2 separate regions of the Mus musculus genome follow, and region 1 is linked to region 2. Evidence: chromatin contacts called from public Hi-C data. All regions are on one chromosome and are shown on one strand. The core of a region is the stretch at or near the end of the contact, and the rest is flanking DNA. Distances in the headings are between cores, read along the strand shown. Region 1 overlaps Zfp395 (zinc finger protein 395). Region 2 overlaps Gm36924 (a long non-coding RNA gene).

Region 1 (2,700 bases), core at 100-2,599, 750 kb before region 2:
ACCCAAAGAATTGTGTATCTATAAATTAGAGGCCATACAACTCAGAACTTTTTATTACCCTGTCTCTCTCTGTGTGTGTGTGTGTGTGTGTGTGTGTGTGTGTGTGTGTGTGTGTGTGTATGAGAGAGAGAGAGAGAGAGAGAGAAAGAGAGAGAGAGAGAGAGTGTGTGAGTGTGTGAGTGAGAGAGTGTGTGAGTGTGTGAGTGAGAGTGTATCAGTTCTTTTCTTCCACCATGAAGGTCCCAGGAACCAAACACAGGTTGGCAGGCTTGGCAGCAAGCACCTTTACCCAGAATCATTTCGCTGGCCCATAATACTGGTTTGTATAGTGCAATCAGATTTGAACTTCAGCTCAGGTATTTGGCCTGTAAGCCCACACTGAGAATTTCGTGAGGCTGATTTGGGCACTGAGCAGTGAATGTTGACCATCGGACGCCACCAGGGGACTACAGAGCATAGTTCTGCTTTTGTAAACTAAGTAAATATTTCTGTTGGCCTTGTCCAGGCTCCCATAGAACTTGCTTGAGTGGCTGGGCAACTGGACTTAGCACTGAGTTCAGTCACTGTCACAAAGCACCAAGTTTCTACTCAGGTGAGGAAACTTAAGAGACTGCAGAACCCTACTGGCAAATAGAAGCCAGTGTGAGAGAGCATCAGTCGTGGGTCTCTGCCACACCAGGAACCAGTTCAGCCCTGCTTGCTCACCAGAGAAGATGGGCTCAGCCCCAGGAGGACTCTGCACAACGGGACTGCAAGACAGAGACGTCAGCACCATGGCGGCCATCATCTCGTCCATCTCCACCGCATCCGACTTCCTGGATTCAAATGAGCAGAGCATACGCTTACTTCCCAGGCCTGGCTGGTCCACAGAGCCCACGGATTAAGCTACCACATCCGCTCATTTTGTGGGATCACCTTACACTGACATGCACCCCACCCCCCACCCAGTCAGGCAGCACACGCTCAGTGGATGGTAAAGCTCAGAGGATAACTTTCAGGACTCAAGTCACTCAGTCCATGAGCGCCTGCTCCAGCTGTGCGTCTATTACCTCAGAATGAGCAGCGGGTCCCCTGCTTAAACTGCGCTGACACCTAAATCAGCACCACTCCCCCGAAACGCTCCCTCTAACCCTGCAGCTTAAAATGGAGCATTGTTTACTTGGGGGGAGAGAGAAGAGTCAAGAAGATAAGGTGGAAATAAATGATGCCCACCGGAATCTAAACACTGAAATTACATCCTTCCCCTGTCTTATATTCAAATTTAAGAGGAAACAATTACACTAATGGATCTCTCTCCCTTCTGCCAAAATAAACACGGCATTCTGTTAGCTCCTGAATGTCAACAGAACCTATTACATAAGCCAATGAGCAAACAGACCAGGATAAAATAAATAACCAGATGAAACCATCTCCCGCTGTTAAAACTCCATGCTTTAAACAGGCTGCATAGAATTTTACGTGTCTTTTCTATCCCTCTAAATTCATACAGTTATATGATTTGGAAGTAAAATAAGCACTATCTGAAATGTAAAGTATCTGGGGAAAATCAGAATGTAATAAGCTGCCAGTGGCTTGCCTATTTCAAAGGACTGTATTCACCCATTCTTTATACACCAGGTCTGCTATACTGTGCAACTGGGTTTGCAACAGATGGACCAAAGTCATTAACATAGTAAACATGACTTTACATGATCTTTGTATTTTCACCTCCTCAGAATAGCAAAACAAGCTCTTTGCTGGCCTTCCACTGGATACATGATCAGAAATGCTGTTCCTCTGGACTTAAAACACTAGGTCTGCTGGGCCAGTGATGTGGCTCAGTGGGTAGAAGTGCTTGCTGCCAAGCCTGACTAGCTGAGTTCAGTATATAGTACCCACAGAGTAGACGTGAACTGAGTCCTGAAAGTTATCCTCTGGCATCCATGTGTGCGCCACAGCATGCATACACACTCCATAAACACAATGAATAAATGAATGTAATAAAAAAATATGGTTTAAGCCCCCTGATCTGCCAACAGCTCCTATACCCACAGAAATAAGTGGGACAGAGTTTAGCTGTTTATATATCTTACATGCAAAATAGTTCAGTTGGCAAAGTTTCTTGGCTTAAATTTATTATTATTATTATTATTATTATTATTATTATTATTATTATTATTATTATTATTGCATGCTGTGCGTTAGTGCACTCATGCCATAGCACATATGTGGAGGTCAGAGAACAGCTCTGTGGAGTAGGCTCCTCCTTCCACCCATACATAGGCTCAGGCATTGAACTTGAGTTGTTGGGCTTGCACAAGTTCTTTAGACCTACTGAGCCATCTCCTGGCCCCAGATTCTCCTTTTTAAATCTTAAAAGGTCAATATAGATAGACCACAGGGTATACATCAGGATCTAGAGTCCCAAGGCGACATCATATCCCTAAGACCTAAAGCAGAATATTCATTCTTCACCCACTGGTTTCTAGCATCCAAGGGAAGAATCAGCCCAGTGTGCTCTAGACACAGCCTGCTTGCCTGCAATTTTGAGCTAAGAAAGGATGGCTTTACCTTTTTAAATGCTATTTAGGACAAAATAAAAAATCAAAAGCATTTTACACCATGGCAGAAGACACATGCAAATGGTACTGAGTTACGAGAAAGTTTGGGGACCCTGATTAGTTTTCATCGATGGGAGCACGGCTGTGCCTACAGGCTTTT
Region 2 (2,938 bases), core at 283-2,782:
TTATTACCAAAATGTCTTAAGTAGTTTTGTCATGGAACACTTTGGTTTTAACCTCTGAATTGAGAAATAAACTCACTATGTAGCCCAGGCAGTTCCCATCTTAGCCTCTTAAGTGCTGAGATTTCAGGTGTGCTCCACCAAGACAGCTTTACAGGAAAAAAAAAAAATGGCCTCATATACCTCAACTGATCTTGAACTTGCTCTGTACAGGAGGCTGGTCTTGAACTCTTGATCGGCTTGCTCCTGCCATCCTTACCCACCCCCCAAATGGGATTAAAGGCTTCTTTAGAGAAACTACATTCCTTCTGATTGACTGAGAAACACTTGGCTGTCTCGTCTAGTCTTGGGTTTGTAAGAGCCATCCTCCATATGTGGTCTTAACCTCCTTCTCCACCAAGCCTAAGCCAAAATTATGGTCCATGTAATATGCTCTGCTTTGGTTACTGGCCTTCCTAATTGAGTCCCTGTGTCCTTCCAACTGTCATTAAGATAGGTCAGGCACATAGCCTTCTATTTTAGTAACAACTGAATCATGCATTTGTTGGTATATAATCTGAACCCTTAAAACCACGGTCAGAATACTCCCAATGTTAAAAATTAAACAAATGCTATCCGAGTACAAACAAAGGTAGCTAGTGAGTCCACAGGCAAAGTCAAAGACTGACAGCTAACACTTGCAGTTGGAAGGCCTTTGGAGCTGTGTCCTTGGGTCATATCTTACCCAGTGGCAGTAGCAGTGGGCAATCTATTACTGGGGAGGAGCCAGAGAGCCAACATCCGCAGCTGTGGACATGGACAACGGACTATCTAGGCACTCTCCATGGGAAACTAAAGGCACGCTTGTTTTCAGCCCTATATTTTAGTCACTATGTAGGGTTTGTATTTGTCCCATGGTCTTCCACATTCTTCAATATAACTTAGGGCTCCCCAGTATCTTGGGGGAGGGGAGGGTTCTCCTACATTGTGAAACATTTGGCACTGAACTTGTAACACAACCACCATGAAAAGGAGACCCTCACTCATTCTGGTAGAGGTAGATGCTTGTGTAACTCTTTTAGAGAGAATCCTATATTTACTCTCCAGAGGAGTCTTACACTTGTTTATTAGTTTCAATCTGGTAATTCCACTTCTCAGAGACTTATCTTAAAGAAACAATGAGAATGGCAGCAAGATGCTCCACTGGCAAAGGCCTGGCCAAACTGAGTTTGATCCCAGAAACCCATGTGAAGGTGTGACGAGCTAACTGCATAAATTTATCCTCCCTCTTACATCTTACACACACACACACACACACACACACACACACACATGACCACGTGTGGGCTATGGTAAGCCCGCCTTCCATTTTCTTGGATTTATCCCAGTTCCCTCCCTTCACTCTTGTGAATGCTATCAACTTCCTTATTAGAACAGAAACTGGATATGATGACCGTAATAGGCACCGATGGGACGGGACGGTGGAGGCTGGGGTGGGACTGGGGCTTAGGCTGGCAAGGTGCATGGTTCAGGCTGCTATGTTCCAAGGCTGGAGGCCATCCTGGGGACAGCCTGGATAGTAAGCACTGACAGCCAAGGACGGACTGATCAAAGATGGCTGGCTGGTTGGAGGCGAAGACCAGAATAGAAACTAAAGCAGCAGTCAAGGTGCCAGGAGGTCAAGGCGAGTCTGAAACTGGTTCTCCTTCCAGGATGTTATCAGTAAACCATAAACCAGATTAGGAACCCAGGAAGTCAGGAAGGTGAGTGAGTCAAGGTGTGTTTGTGACCTGATTTGAAGACAGGCTTGTTTGCCTTTCTGAATCCTTCAGGGCAGGAACTGGGGTCATGGGCTATCCCAGGCACACAGAGAGCAGCTGGAGGAACAACTGTGGAGGACTACGTGGCTGTGGGTGGGTCCTGGGTATGAGGGACGGGAAGCCCTGGCAGTGCCACTGAGAGGACTATTTGGCTAGACTCACTGCAGGGAGCTTTTAAATAAATCCCAGAGTTCAGCCACACCCCAGGCCAATTATATTGGAATGTCTGGGGGTGGGGCTCAGAGTCAGTTGTTAATGTTTCCTTGGTGATTTAAATGTTCAGCGGGAGAACCTGGTGGGATCTCAGATCTGCTCCTTACAGAGGGTGCAGGTGGGGGATCAAGTGACCAGCCAGTAATTACGAAACAAACTTTTTTTTTTTAAGTGTCTAAAGAAATACTTAAGCCATTGTAAATATATGGGAGTATTTCTATTCTTTTATTTTATTGGGTCAGAAGTCTTACCATGTAGCTCTGGCTGGTCTGGAAGGAAGTCGTCCAGGCTAATCCAGGCTGGCCTCAACTCACAGAAGTCCTCCTGGCTCAGCCTCCCAAGTGTTGGGATTGATTACAAGGGTGCACCAATATGTTTGGTTACTGGCACAGGGGATGGAACAGAGGACTTTGTACATACCAGGCAGGCATTCTATCAATTGAGCCTGACCTGGTTCCAGATGGTTTTGATCAGAGATTTCTAAAGGCATAGTGATACTGTGGGAAGTGACTGGCCCCTGACATACAGGTCAGTCTCCTTCAGCACACATTTACTAACACTTGCAGTTAGGATCCACCTCAGTGAACACTGTCCTTCGTCAATGCTGCCAAAGGCACTATGAGGCCAGCAGTCGACAGCCTAGCTTTGCAGGTGCAGAGTCTAAGGGGAAATGGCTTCCCAAGGTTACAGACGAGCACAGAGTCGGGTGTGACTCCAGGATTTCTGACACAAACTGCCCTTTCTAGCTCTTTGCTGACTTGACTGCCCTCCACTGAACGACTGGGCTCTGATTATGCAGAGAGACACAAAGAGATCTAGTCCATTCTCCCCCTTGAGAGATGGACAGGGCTGGTGAGATGGCTCAGCAGTTAGGAGCACTGACTGCTCTTCCAAAGGTCCTGAGTTCAAATCCCAGCAACCACATGGTG

What was found. Hi-C and Micro-C count contacts between places; a contact is called where the count stands out from the background.
Region 1: a contact with region 2 is called in a Hi-C map of liver, with 4 times the contacts expected there. The contact joins two enhancer-like sites. A contact is called at or near these places in 2 of 39 promoter capture datasets (the C10 cell line and pre-B cells), 4 of 484 Hi-C or Micro-C datasets (the Ba/F3 cell line, cerebellum, embryonic stem cells and 1 more), 1 of 115 datasets of contacts at active chromatin or transcription factors (large pre-B cells) and 1 of 9 other capture datasets (adipose tissue).

What each region holds. Positions count from the first base shown.
Region 1 is chr14:65,386,905-65,389,604 of GRCm38.p6, reverse strand. It overlaps Zfp395 (zinc finger protein 395), which reads right to left. Exons shown (of 10, transcript NM_199029.2): 4 at 706-815. Among named protein-coding and RNA genes, the nearest start is that of Zfp395, 30 kb to the right of the region's middle. Within about 2 kb of position 1,349, at least 21 of the 459 cell types and tissues checked have an H3K27ac peak or open chromatin away from gene starts, as enhancers often do. A contact at or near this core is called in liver, where this site is marked.
Region 2 is chr14:64,632,060-64,634,997 of GRCm38.p6, reverse strand. The region is part of intron 2 of Gm36924 (a long non-coding RNA gene); the gene reads right to left. Among named protein-coding and RNA genes, the nearest start is that of Gm36924, 9.0 kb to the right of the region's middle. Within about 2 kb of position 1,532, at least 65 of the 459 cell types and tissues checked have an H3K27ac peak or open chromatin away from gene starts, as enhancers often do. A contact at or near this core is called in liver, where this site is marked.